Linked DNA regions of Drosophila melanogaster: region 1 is linked to region 2. Evidence: chromatin contacts called from public Hi-C data. All regions are on one chromosome and are shown on one strand. The core of a region is the stretch at or near the end of the contact, and the rest is flanking DNA. Distances in the headings are between cores, read along the strand shown. Region 1 holds the start of heca (headcase). Region 2 holds the start of lncRNA:CR46112 (long non-coding RNA:CR46112).

Region 1 (6,951 bases), core at 1,104-3,603, 170 kb before region 2:
AATCTATATGGTTATCATGATGATATCTTGTACTTACCGCACTCGATCGGAATAGAGTTCGACCTCCTTGTTCTTCTGCTGCTGCACAAGTTGCTGCTGCTCGTAGCTGGCCAATGGCTTGAAGTTGCTGATATTGGCCAAAGCAGGCAGGTTATTCTGCTGCTGCTGTTGTTGTTGCAGCTGCTGCTGCTGCTGCTGCTGGGGAGCAATCAGCAGATTCTTGGACAAGCCCAATCCATTTTGCAAAAGGTTGCTGCCGAAAGCTGGACCCAGAGGCTGGATCAGCAGCGACTGCTGCTGTTGCTGCTGCTGCTGTGGCAGCAATTGCTGCACCGGCGACACGGATATCTCGCCACTGGACTGGGAGTCCGAGGGCGAGGTGGATCCACTGCCAGCTCCACTGGAGGATAGGCTGCCAGCCCTGGCGCGCAGGTCCAGGCCGAGGACATTGTTCGTATTGAGGATGTTGCTGAAAGTGGCCAGCGCACTGGTCTGCAGAACGCCGGAGGAGCCGTTGTTGCCACTGCTGCCATTGCTGGCGGTGTTGCCGTTGTTGTGGGGCAAACCCGACCCTATGACGCCCACATTGGGATTGGGCGTGAGTCCGGCGTAGCTGTTGCCGTTGTTGTTGCTCAAGGGGGTTTTGGTGTTGCCATTGACACCAGCACCACCACCACCGCCGCCGCCGTTGTTGTTGTTGTTGTTGCGGTTCCTCTTCTTCTTGGCCTTCTTCTTGTCGTCGTCCTCGCTGAGGCTGCCATTGGCCAGAGTGGGCCGGTTGCCAGACCCGTTGAGGTATATGACGCCCTGGCTGCTCGGCGGCACCCAGTCGAGGTCCTTGCGCAATTGTCCCCTGCCGCACTTGCAGCTGCAGGCCTTCTGGACCAGCTCGTAGCCCTTCTTGGTCCACAGGTGCTGCAGACGCTGCCGCTCCGACCAGGATCGAGCACGACCGTTGGCCTTCAGTGCCTGCAGCACGCTCGCCTCCCACCACTCGAAGCACTCGCGATGCATGTACTGGCCTGCGCTGCAGTTCTCGTTGTTGCACAGCACACGGATGCAGTCCGCCAGGGAGAGCTCGTTCAGGTGTATCAGGGTGTCCAGTTTGCGACAGTCTCCGCTGGGCAGGCAGCAGTGGACCATGCCCCCGCCGCCAACGCCGCCAACGCCACCGGTTCCCTGCATGGGCGCCATTAGGACGCCTGAAGAATTCACGTTCTCCGCGTAGAACTGCAGCAGTTGATGCTGCTGCGTCTGGTGCTGCTGCTGCAACTGTTGCTGGTGCTGCTGCTGGGTGCTGTTGCCGCTGCTGCTGATGTTGCTGTTGCGACGCGGAGCCATAAATTTGTGTTTTTTCCTCTTAATATGCACTCGTTGCGGCGAAAAACTTGGTTGGTTGGCTGGGTTGGCTGTCCTCGAGAATCCTCAATCTCTATTTCGAATCAGCATTTTGCCAACGATTATGAATTTCAAAATATTGCTTGTTGATTTTTTCGCGATTTTATGGTGCGATTTGCGGTCTATATAAATGCTGCTGGCATATATTTATTTATTTTTGAACCGATTCCAGAATATATTTCAACTGATGGTTTTGGCAGATCCAGTGAGTTTTCGTGAATTTTAGTGGGTTTTTGTAAATTTTTAGAAATTTTGCAGACAAAAGTCTGATTTTATACGGAATTTAATTTTTTTGTGTATAGTAAATGCTTGTTATTTTAGCGATTTAGTCTGTTTAGGTTTTAACTTTTCGGTTGCCTTTTTCAATTGTTTTCAGTTGGATTTTCCGAGTGGGTTTCTACCGAGATTGGTATTATTTTTAACTTGATGGGTAATTGCTTTCACTTATTGCTTTAAAAATTGTACACCTCCTTGCTGTGTGTATCAAAAATACTTCGAAAAATTCCCGTCAATGCAGTCTGTTGTGTTTTGCGTAATTTTCTGTTTTGTTGTTGTACCTGAGCTGAGTTTATTGTTGTTGTAGAACTTTAAGTATCAAAAATTGTTTTTTTTTTATTGTTTATCTTCGCTTCGTCCCTATCTCCCTCTCACACGATCGTTCGCTCTCATTCACACACGCGGCGCCATGTTCGGCAATTTTTCACATTTTGCTTCGCTTTCTGCGTTTATTTCTTTGCGCCTCTTATTTTTTTGCCGGCAAACAAAAAGGATTAGAGGATAGTGTAAATTTCCGATTGGTTTTTAGTCGCAGGACAATTGTAAACTGGAGTGTTCCTCTTCGATTTATTCGGTTTTGCTAGTTCTCCTGTTTTCCGTTTTTTCCCACCACGAGCGGCGCACGCAGAGAGAAGCCAAAAAACACAACCAACCAGATCGAAAGCGAAATTCAAACTGTTTTTGGTCTGTGCTTGCTCGCCGCGTTCGAACATCGCGCGTCGAACATCGCTGCCGGCGTCGCTGCTTGGCATTGGCAGCGAAGTTGGAGTTTTCCTCCACTCCGATTTTCCGCACTTCTTCATTCCGTTTTTCGGGGTTGGTGGGTGGTGGTTGGCTGGTTTTCACTTTCCACCACCGCCGCCAACCGCTCGCTTTTCATTCGGTGGAAAACTGAACAGATTTTTGGCGCTAAAATGAGAAATGGTGGGGGAAAATTGCGGAAGGGGCTACAAAAAAAGTGTCTAATTCACTAGAATTTTCCACTGTAGGCCAGAATTTGGTACATTTTCCCACTTTACAACGGAACTTTTGATAGCAGTTACATACTTGATTAGATTAAATGTCTTAAAAATATATGTAGGAGTTTAGACTTTTGTTAATAAGCTTCATTTCCATAGAAAATGTTTCTATCAAGCCGTATTTTCTTTAAACTAATAAGAATAATAATAACATGTTTCTAACTTTATAGCCAAAAAGGAATATATATTTCTCCCTATGTTTTGGTTCCAAAATTAAATGAATTCGATTATTATTAAATAATCTAAATTTAATTATTTATTAGAATTTTTAGATTTTACATCCATTTCATTTACAATTAGGAGCTCTCGATGATTCGCCAAAATTCACTTTCGTTGCGGCTCGAAGCTGGTTCGAATCAAGTTCGAAGCCGGTCGTTTCCCCTCCAACATGTTCGACTGCAGTTGCCATGCGAACGTCGAGCGCGTTGGCTCTGTTCCACATGCATGGAGCGTGCATATGTGTTTGTGCCAGAAACCGGCAAAGTAAACAACATGAAAACAGGGTTGCCGAGTCGCTGGAACTCGAACTTGCAGCGCACTTTTGCTTTCCGTGGCTAATCTTTTAATTCCAGTGGAAGTGGAAATGCCGTTCGATGTCTCCATCTCCCTCTGTCGGAACTGCCGTTCTCTGTCGCACGCTTCGATTGCTGTTATATATTTACATACAAACGTATCTATATAATCCCCTATATATTCGCAAGCACATTTGCACAAAAATACAAATACAATGAATGCATGCGAGTGCTGGCAATAAAAGTGGCAGAGACAAAAAGGAAGAGAATTAAAACATTGAACGAAAAAGAGTTGAAGATACCCTACCTTGAATTAAAACAACCAATTAAAACTTGAATACGCAGACCTATTACTGCTTTCAATTGAAACAAGTATGTACATATGTATGAATAATTGTAATAGTTAAATTGTTGATATTAGTCCTAAGATTACGAATATCGCAGGTAACTTTTGTATTATGACTACTTATTTGTGTTTTGACTGTAGGGTATTAAAGTTGCCACCAAAACCCAAATAAGCTTTCAAACGTAGAGCCTTTTTATTGTATCCTCGCCTTTGTGTATATATGTACATACACACATATAAAAATTCCCGCTGTGTTGCAAAAAAAAAAAGTATGCGAAAACGAATAAGAAGAAGCGGTAGAAATGGCAAAAAACAGGCACGTGTAGAACGAAAAGTGGTAAAGGGAAGGGATCTCGCAACCAGATGGGGTTTTCTTATAGGACTCAGGATCTCAGGATCCGGGGTTCTATTCTTTTGGTAACTGCGGTGCAAAGTCAAGGTCCAATTCCACTTATTTTCGAGTCAAACTGCGCAGTTTCCATTTTTTTCTCTCGATTTTGACCTGCCGGGTAGAAGAAGAGCGAGCAGGAGGGAGAGAACCAGAGGGTTCTGATATAATAATTAAGTCAGTCAGGTAGGCAGATCGGCAGCCATTGCGTAATAGGATCGTACGTACGAGTATATTTAGGTATGCATGTATGTAATTATGTATGTATAGGTTGTTTGTTGTTCTAGCTAAAGGATCGTCGGTGGAGAGGGTAAAAGAACAAAGGAGGGGCGAACTAGTTTGTTGTTGTTGTCATCGCCGCTTTATAATTCTCAAGGATTTCGCTTTGTGTTCTCTTCGACTCTGACCTAATTTTAATGACCAATGCATAACGAAAAAATAATAATAATAAGAAGAAGAAGATGGCATGTGTTCAAAGCGAAAAGGGAGAAGAGAAGAGGAGAGAGTCTGAAGCCGCGGGCAAAAGCTGAGCTCATAATTCTTCGGCGACACGCATCAAGTTTAATTTGCATAATTAATGGCAATGCAGGACTGCAACCCTGGGGGCCGAAAAAAGAGTTGCCAGGTCGTTAAGTTATGTTTTTAAATTAGGAATTAGGTATGAACCTATGTATGAAATGAAATGAAATTTCATAATTATTTCTATATTAGGCTACTGCCTCTAAGTTCCGATCTCTAAGCCATTTTAATGGGTAAACTTCTGCTTATTTATGTCCCATAACTTCAAATATTAAAGTGATGCCTGTGTGTGTGTTCTTTGCAACTTTCTGCGTGTTTCTTCGCTTCCTGTTTGGCTTCTAACCAGGGTGTGAAAGCGGTTTCTTCGAAGGAGGAACTTCGCGGTGGCGTAAGAGTATCTGCAAGATACTCGTTCGGATGGATAGGCAAACCCAACGCGAATTCCCTACCTCCTCCCTCCCACGTTTTAGCCATAGCCATCCATTTGTGCAGGCCTTTCCTTGTGTTTTTCGCCGTTCCTTCGCTTCAAAAGTCCCGAGGGTGTTTTGGGCAGATGTGTTCGACACCCACCCGTACTCCTCCATCCATCCAAACCCTCCTTCATCACTCCGCTCCTCTGGCAGAGCAGCATTATTTGTAATTACTCATACTACCGCGTTTATCCAATCGGAAGCAACTTTGAAACCCAAAATAGGGTTTGAAATTCAACTGGCATGGCAACCCGACTCAACCTCAAACCGTTCAAACTTCGTACATAGCGGTAAACATAATACATGCCAAATATATAGCCATAAAAAGAGACAAAACGGCGGAGAGAGTCGTGTTTTTCACTCGACGGAGGGTGTCGTAATTTCGTTTCGTTGCCAAAAATAACCCAAACTCCATTTTGTTGCCACTTGTCGACGGATGCAGATGATGGTGGATTCGTTAGGCAAGCAGCAGAAGGGTCCAGAACTCCGGCTGCGTCCCTTTTTGCGCCTCTTTTGGGCGGCTGGGGGCTTCAATGTGGGTCTGATTCACGCAGCTCTGCTTACATAAGCGAAATGAAGTCAGCATTCGCCCTATAGACATACATATTCCCACTTAACGAACGGATGTGCTACACTCCAATCGGATTGAAACCATTATGTCAACCAAGGAAACTACATACAAAGTATGTAGTTGGAAAATATTTCAAGAGTTTTCTTGATATCTATGAAATAAAGTTTATGGGTAAAGAAAGTAACAAATACATACTTAGAAGCCTAATTTAAGGTATTAGTTCCGTTTCTATACTCATTAAATCAATTTTTAACATAATGAGTGAAGGTTAGTCCTAAACTATCAAATTTAGCTTTATAGGAATGATCATGAATGTATGAAAGCACTTCAAGGAGTATATATGGCATATACATATCAAATATAATAAATATCAAAAATGCTTTTAGTCAAATGATATATACCAAATATGTTTTATTTGTTTGGTGCCATTCCTAAGGGCAGTTCCATTTGTTTTCGAGTTCATTTTCGGGGAGTAGGGGGTTTCTACGTTCCCTCCCACTTTGTACTTTATCCTGAATCCTCCTTTTGTGAATCTTTCTCCGTGACGCCAAGTGAAAGTGAGCGAGACGGCATATTCGAGCTGAAATTTCATTTGTCCTTTGTGGCAGCAACCACAAGGATAACGGTAGGGGGTGGTAAAAAGAGAAGAGCCAGAAAAGAGGAAGGAGTAGAGGCGGATGAAGAGGCGCACGCACTTTTCGGTTCAGCATTTTCGGGGTTATTTTTTATGCTGGTACACACAACTACAGACATGTATGGGTAATAAACATACAGGGTGCTCCGCAAAGAAGATTCCATAAATTTCAGCTCTGAATTCGTCAGTAGAATGAGAGACTCCGCCCACTCTAGACCAAACAAATGTTTTCACCAGGTAAAAACGAACAGGTAAACTGGAAAATGAAGTCGGAAAAGTAAGTGCTAAAAAGGAAAATGAAAAAATTTAACAAATGGCGTCCGCAGTGCCTAAACTATTTGAATTCGCCATTTCTCATGATTATGAAAGGAATTTAAGGAAAAAATAAGTTTAAAAATATCTAGATTAACGATTATTTGTAAAACAGCTCTTTAAATTAAAAACACATTATAAACAAAGTTCTTAGTGCGGTTTAAAGAAAAAGTTGAAATTTAACAATGTTTCTTTGAAAATAAAGTAATTTTTTGGCTTTACTTTTGGTTTTTATCCTTAGAAAATTATATTTTGTATGGCTTGCACATGTCTGTGCACGTTTGAGCGTTTGTATACCGATGATCTCATGCCACTCGTTTTTCTTATTTGAGTTTGGCAAACTTTTTGTTTGCCAGACTGACCGAAAACTCCCTGAAATTGCGATGTGACCAAGTTTGATAAGCCAAACACAGAAACACATGCAAATATAATGCAATTTTCGCTAACACGCTGACCTTCAACATCAATTTGCGAAGAGAGCGGAAGAAGAGGCGAAGAAGCAGACC
Region 2 (6,698 bases), core at 1,505-4,004:
GCGAGCAGCTTGTGTCATTCGACTCCTCGCGATAGTTGAACAGCGGATCGATGTTGCTGCTGCTGTTGCTGTTGTCGTGGTGCTGGGGATGATGCTGCTGCTGTTGTTGCTGCTGCTGCTGCTGGTTGTGATGTTGCTGTTGCTGCTGATGACTGGGATTGCTAGCGGTTGCCGTGGAATTGGGTGTAAGCGGGCTGAGCGGACTGTTGGCATAGCTATTATTGCTGCTACTGGTATTGCTGGGTGCAGAGGTGCTGCTGCTGCTGGGGCTCTGGTAGTGCTGGCCGCTGGCCGTCGTGGAGCAGGTGGTCGAGTCCAGGGAATTGATATCCTCGGGCAGCAGGCAGGTGCCCATGAGGCCAACCAACATGTCACTGAAGGGAGTCATCTCGTCCAGCTGAATGCAATTGGTGGAGGCCAGGTGGTGGGACAAATCGTCAGGTTCTTCCTTAAGCACTAAAATCGAAAAGAAAAGCATTCAGTTAGTGGCGGTTTCACCTAGTTTGCGCTGGGGTGCTACATCTCAATTCGGTTTTCGGTCTACTGTTAATTGTGGCTTGTGTGCTGCCGAAATTTCAATTATCGCTCGCCAGAGTCGCCCCTAATTGACAGCTCTCAATTGAATCTAATTGAAGGCAAATGCGCTCCCCTCATGAATTAGTCGCTCCAATTGCCTTCGCGGTGGAATCGAAGCAGAGCCATGATTTTTATGGCCGGACGACTCATTAATCAGCATTTCGGGCCTATTGACGTACGCGGAATAAATGCAAGCGAAGCGGTGCGAAAACAAACGCTCCTGAAACAGGAACTCAACAACGATAAGATCGCTGGATTTCAGGTTATTTTTACGGAATTGAGTAACTATCGGGTGCATCGCCCCAGATCAGGTGCAAGTTCCCTTATCAGTATGGGGTCTTGAACCAGGGGCGATCTTGCCGCTAGATTGGCCTGTGCGTCACCTACGTAGATCCTCTCATACTTATAGGTTCTTAAGCATCTAAGCCGTGTCTCAGCTATCAACCCATCCCGATCACGATCACCAGCCCCATCCCTATCCCATATGCCCGTCATGGGGTTTGCTATACTAGACGGTATGCTAATAAAACTGGTCCCAACCGCCTGTGTGTGCCGACTATTAAGTTGCAAAATGGAAATGAAAAACTAACTAAAACGACGGAGAGACCGCAGGCCAAATAGAATTTCAAATGCAAGCCCAAGTTCGTGAATATAAGTGCGAGTGCATTGTTTGCCTTTGGCTCAGCCGCTTACTTCTATCAAAGAGCCATATATAATACGGATAAATCCCAACTGCGGCAACTGCCACCAGGCAGCCATATAAGCCAGAATATAGTAAGCAGATTGCCTGGAATGGGCTCGCGCCTCCTCACCAGCCCACAAGCGGCTTAGTCAATGCATTTCACATGCAGAGAAATAATGCTTTTTAAATATAGTTCCGTTACTCAAAACTTCTAGTAAAACAACCTAATTTATGGTTGATATTTGAATGCATGGTCACACCATGTTATCTATTGCACGACACAGCGATATGGTCCCTCTAAAAATCTAGTCTATGCATCATTTTCTCTACGTGCAGAACATATTCCAATGCCATTTTTAGGAAAGCGGCAATAAAGATCTGATTAGCGGTGTGTTAGGGATTTGCACAGCTTGTAGCTGGCATCTGCTTGCTCTTGCGGTCGTTGCATTCGACACAAACAAATTAATTAACAATGCAGGCCCAAAGGTCTGACGCCCCGCATGCCCCAGCCCCTTCTTTATGGAGCCCCCAACCCGGCAGTGTGACTTGTAATTATGGCACTCGAGTGCTACTCAACGTTGGCAAAGCTTTTTGCGGAAAAAACAACAGAAATTATGGCGCACGATAATACGGCACACACAGAACTGAACAGAACCGAAAACACAGCCCATCGGGGGTCTATGTCTATCTGTATCTTTATCGGAATCGAGGAGTGCATTTTATGAGATATTTGCAAAGTGCTTCTATATATTACAGCTAATCGAATGTGTTGTTTTTCGTGAAGGTGCAAGGCCGGGAATGGCATTTAGCGGCTATCTGGCTAACTGCGCCTACACGCAAGGCTAAAGAGGACGGAGCAGCTGCGACTGTTTCTTGGCCAAGGACTGCGTACAACTGTCGAAAGGAATCTATTGAAAGGCATTTTGCTTAAAAGATATATAAACTCATTTGTCGGAGATTAATTTATGTTATTTAAAGTCTTTTAATCGCCTTTTTGATCAGTCATTCAAAGAACACAGCATTTCTTTATGTGCAACCGATGAGAGGTCGGTCGTGAGAAACTTGTGAAAGGCATCTCTGCACTTGAGCCACATTCGGTGCACTTGAGGCGTGTGTGCTGTATTCGAAGGTTTTCGAGGGAACAGGTTGCCGCATTAGCACTCACAAAAAATTCATACCGTCGGTGTATGCTCAACGCGTGACTGCGAGGAATCTTCGGGACAATTGGAGAGAACCCAGAACACAGAACCCAGAGGCCGGGAGCAAAACGTCTTCAATTTAAATAAATTTATGTCATCATCTGCAATTGAAGACGGCGACTCGTGACGTGACGTAGTTCCAAATCAAAATCGGAATATGTAAACAACGGACACGGGCACTTAAGAACTAACCCGCAGAGATCAGAAGAGAGCCACCACCAAATGGGGACAGGCAGGGCGTGATGTGATGCTGGAAAGCTTGAGCTTCGGCTATTTATTGTAGCTTTATGTAAGAGCCCGAAAATACTGACAGCTTACACAGCAGCCGCCACAGACCTGAAATCAGGCTCGGACACATCATATCAGCTGTGAACTTGAACCCGGGTGATTAGCAGCAGAGAATCCAATCCAACCATTCGACCGTCTGTTATTTTTATTCCCCATTTGTGCTTCTGGTCGTGATGGGCGCGCTTATCACGCGTGCTAATCACGATAGAAGTGCGTTGTCCATATTCCCCTTCGATCCCAAGCCCCAATTTCCAACCGCCTCCTCCTCCTACTCGCATAGCATAACTGGCCTGTATCGGCCAATTGATATTTATGGCCAAGGTGGTGCTCCCAGCCGTGTGCTATCGTTACAAATATTTGCTTTTGTAGATTGGGAGTGGATAAGAGCATAAGGTAATTACACTGGCCAGGCACTTTGTTTTTGTTTGGCAACGAGTTACTTTTGTTTGGGCAGCGAGAAGAATTCCCTCCCGATTATCTGTGCCTTGAAAACGCAAGTATCTGACGACCGGCAATCGAGGCGATCGAGTGTTACAACTGATTAGACTGACGAACGGAATATTTGAGGTGTTTGGAAAAATACCAAACAACCAAACAAACGCGGTGACAAAAATTACATAAAAACACCGGCTACTCATCATCATGATCCCCTTAAGGCAATCTGATTCGAGGCATTTCCCCTGTTTATTTACGTTCCACGAAACAAAAATAAATATAGCCGACGCGTTAGAAGAAAGTAAAGCAAAGTAGACTACATCCGAGTCTGCAGGCCCAGCAAAATGTCAACACAAACGAAAGCGAGCGCGATTAGAGGCTGCAGGTCCACTTGAAAGTGTCGAATATACACCCAACATTTCGGGGGGCCAATGGATCTGGAAAGGGGAACTCGGGCTACCCAGGCAACACAACATGCGACACAGCAGCGCTTGATCCATCGACGGACCTTGGCACACGCGCCAAAAATTCAGCTCTCCACTGCCCCTGGTTTTCACTCTTTTTTAGAGGACCCCCGCCTTCCCCCCGATGACAGGCACATCGCTTAGCATATTAATTGGCTCAAGTTAATATTCATATTTCTGTTTTTTGTCACCAGGCGGCAGAAGCTGCCAGCGAAAAAAAAAAAAAAAAAAGAAAATAAAAGAGTGGAAAAATTCACTCGATGGGCACAAAAAAACATTCGAAATACACAAATATTCGAATAGAGAAATGAAAAGAGTGGGCAAAACAATCGGTGACGTTTTTTCTGAATAATTTAATCATATGATTTCTAGTGGGAAATATTATAGAAATGTGTTTACGATCGAGAACGGTTTGTAGCCTGCTATTTTAAGAACAAATTAAACCATTAACTAAATACGCCCATAACGAAAGTAAAGTACTAACGGCAAGGGTAGAATTTTAATAAGGCCTATTATACATTGAAATCAAAAATATGCTTTGATGTAACACGCGACGTATACACAATAACCCACCATTCAGAACATTCGAATTGATTACCTAAGTTAACCCACTTTACAGTGCCATATATTGACCCATTCCATGGCGGCGATCTTCACTCTTAAAAACAAAACCAACACCAGCAAACTCTAATCTTGCAATAAACGATCCCCCACGGTTCCACATACACACAACACTGCGTATGCGTAATGCCGGCAAATTGTGACATAAGAGCCGGGCAATTGCATCGTCAACCGGCTTGCGGTTAAGTACGGATGGGAATGGGAATCGGAATCCACCCCTCCTAGTATATAGCCCTCCATATATACACCGCACCATTATATACCTTGCTGTGTGCACTTATCAGGCGAGCGAAAAACTACTCAAAAGCGGTTTGCGAATCTTTCCTGTTTTGTAGTATTTTCAACACTTATCAGCTGATTCAACCACACCTTCCCTAACAACCGAATTTAGTTATGTAGCGCAAGGTGTGTTACAGAAATCTCTATCGTTTAACTACTGACTTACTAATATAAGATATAGTGTAGCTTGATAAGAGCATACTCATAAATGATTACGTTGCCATAACTATTTATACAGTATCTAACTTAGCAGCTCTTTAATTAGGAAATGAAAACCGTAGAGTGCTCAAATGCATAGTACGTGAATTCTTGAGAGTTTGTGAAAGGTAAAAGATAGAGATCTCCGTAACATTTCCTTGTGTTTCTAGAAAGAAAGAAGAAGGAGGGTGGTACTTACTTGTCAGACCTCGTCCATCGTCGGCAAATAGCGAACAGAATCCTTTACTCATATCTTGAGCTGGTTGCTGGGGATTCTGCAGTTGGGTTTGCTGTGCGATCTGCAGCTGCTGATTGCTCGAGGAGATTATGGCTGCCGTAGCGGTGGTGGTTGGCGGCAGATTGGGCTCCACGCCGAGCGGAGTCTTCTTGCAGAGCACCGCTGTGGGCGGTGGTGTTAGGGGTGGAGCTGGACTCGGGCGGAGGACCGAAGCGGTCACCGACTTGGGACGCTTCTCCTCGGGACGCAGTCCGCTGCTACTGCCGCTGAGCAGCTGGGCAGTGATGGTGCGCGGTCCTGGCGAGTGGTTCTCCCGCTTGATGAGCAACTCCGCCTGGAGGATCTGCTTGTACGGATTGCTCTCGGGCAGCTGCTTTATCTGGTCAGCCGTTGAGGTTGCAGTTACTGGTGGGATTGTTGCAATTGTTTTGGTTTCCTCGATGGTTTTCTCTGCTTTCTCGCTCTCAAGTTGCAATGGCTTAGCTTGCAGCTCTGAGGTGTGAATAGGTGTGTTTACTGTTTCCTTGGTTTCCTGAGCGATTATTTCGGGATCGGCTGCTTTTTCGGGCTCCTTCTCGGTTTCAGCTGCTTGGTGGTGTTGTTCCTTTTGCTCACTTGCCGCCGTTTGTTGAGCAAGTGAGTATATCTCATGTTTATTCTCAAGATTACTGCAAGATGAAGAGGCACAAACGCGATTCGAATTGGGTTTAATTGAAATGCTTGTTTTCGGTAACTTATTCGCGTTGCACTCGTTTGTTACACCACGGCGAGAAAAGCGATTCGCGGGATTCGTTCGAAAGTATCTGAACAATGCAATGCGTCTCAGTATCTCAAAAGAGTATACGGCGCTCTTTTCAAGCAATCAGCTGACACAGCTGCTTGCCACTCGTTCTGGGTTAGTAAATACCAATTAACTAGACTAATTAACTCTACGTGTCCCCTAACGAGCCGAATTGAGCCGATATTTCTATAGTAAAACGAACCCCTTCGTTTGAGAACATGGAAAGAAATACAATATCATTCTTTGCAAAGGTTAATATCACTTATCAAACGCTGTTTTGATAACACTGTTCACCAATTGAGAATTCCAAATCATCATCATCAGTTGAAAATTCCCAAAGAACTAATTTTAGTGCACCTTTATTGCAGGTAAAAGTCCGTGTAGCGTTGGGTCAAACGTGATCACCGACCATTCCTATTCAGAATTAGCGACTTATGGGCGGTTTCCTAGGTTTCACAACTGCCATCGGAAAATTTTCGCCCGCCGATAAGTCACGTTTCCCCAATGCCAGACCGATTTTTTAACATTATCAATTATCCAAGCGAAATCAGAATCGGCTGGCCATCGTTCATATTGTTTTTTTTTTCTATTCCTTTCAGTCGTGATAGATAGCAATGCCACTAGGTGGGTGTGTCCCAAGAACAACAGCGAGACCAGACCCAGATTGATAAGCAGCTCCGAGCTGCTACAGGGTGTAATCAGTAATCCGATGGAACCGCAACCAGAACCAAAATCCGTAGAGAACCCGGCAACTGCCGTGATGTCTCAGGAACTTTGATTCCACCTCTCTTGCGATAAGATACGAGCATTCGCGCGATCGGCAGACTCATCCTGATCCGTAGTACGGCGGACGGGCGACGACGTCTCCGTCCGGAGTGCCTACGTTAAACGGCCGTAAAACTGTGCATGCACGGAGTGCCTGAGAGTCAAGCGCTGA

What was found. A called contact is a pair of places that touch in the nucleus more often than the background predicts.
Region 1: a contact with region 2 is called in a Hi-C map of the Kc167 cell line, with 5 times the contacts expected there. A contact is called at or near these places in 7 of 107 Hi-C or Micro-C datasets (the D17-c3 cell line, the Kc167 cell line, the Ras3 cell line and 3 more) and 2 of 7 datasets of targeted methods (both in the Kc167 cell line).

The regions. Positions count from the first base shown.
Region 1 is chr3R:30,273,334-30,280,284 of dm6, reverse strand. It overlaps heca (headcase), which reads right to left and starts at 2,353. Exons shown (of 6, transcript NM_001276174.1): 1 at 38-2,353. The coding sequence starts at 1,341. It overlaps lncRNA:CR46113 (long non-coding RNA:CR46113), which reads left to right and starts at 6,730. Exons shown (of 1, transcript NR_133485.1): 1 at 6,730-6,951.
Region 2 is chr3R:30,103,053-30,109,750 of dm6, reverse strand. lncRNA:CR46112 (long non-coding RNA:CR46112) reads right to left here and starts at 2,754. Exons shown (of 1, transcript NR_133483.1): 1 at 2,219-2,754. It overlaps sima (similar), which reads right to left. Exons shown (of 12, transcript NM_079845.4): 8 at 4,942-5,648; 9 at 1-456.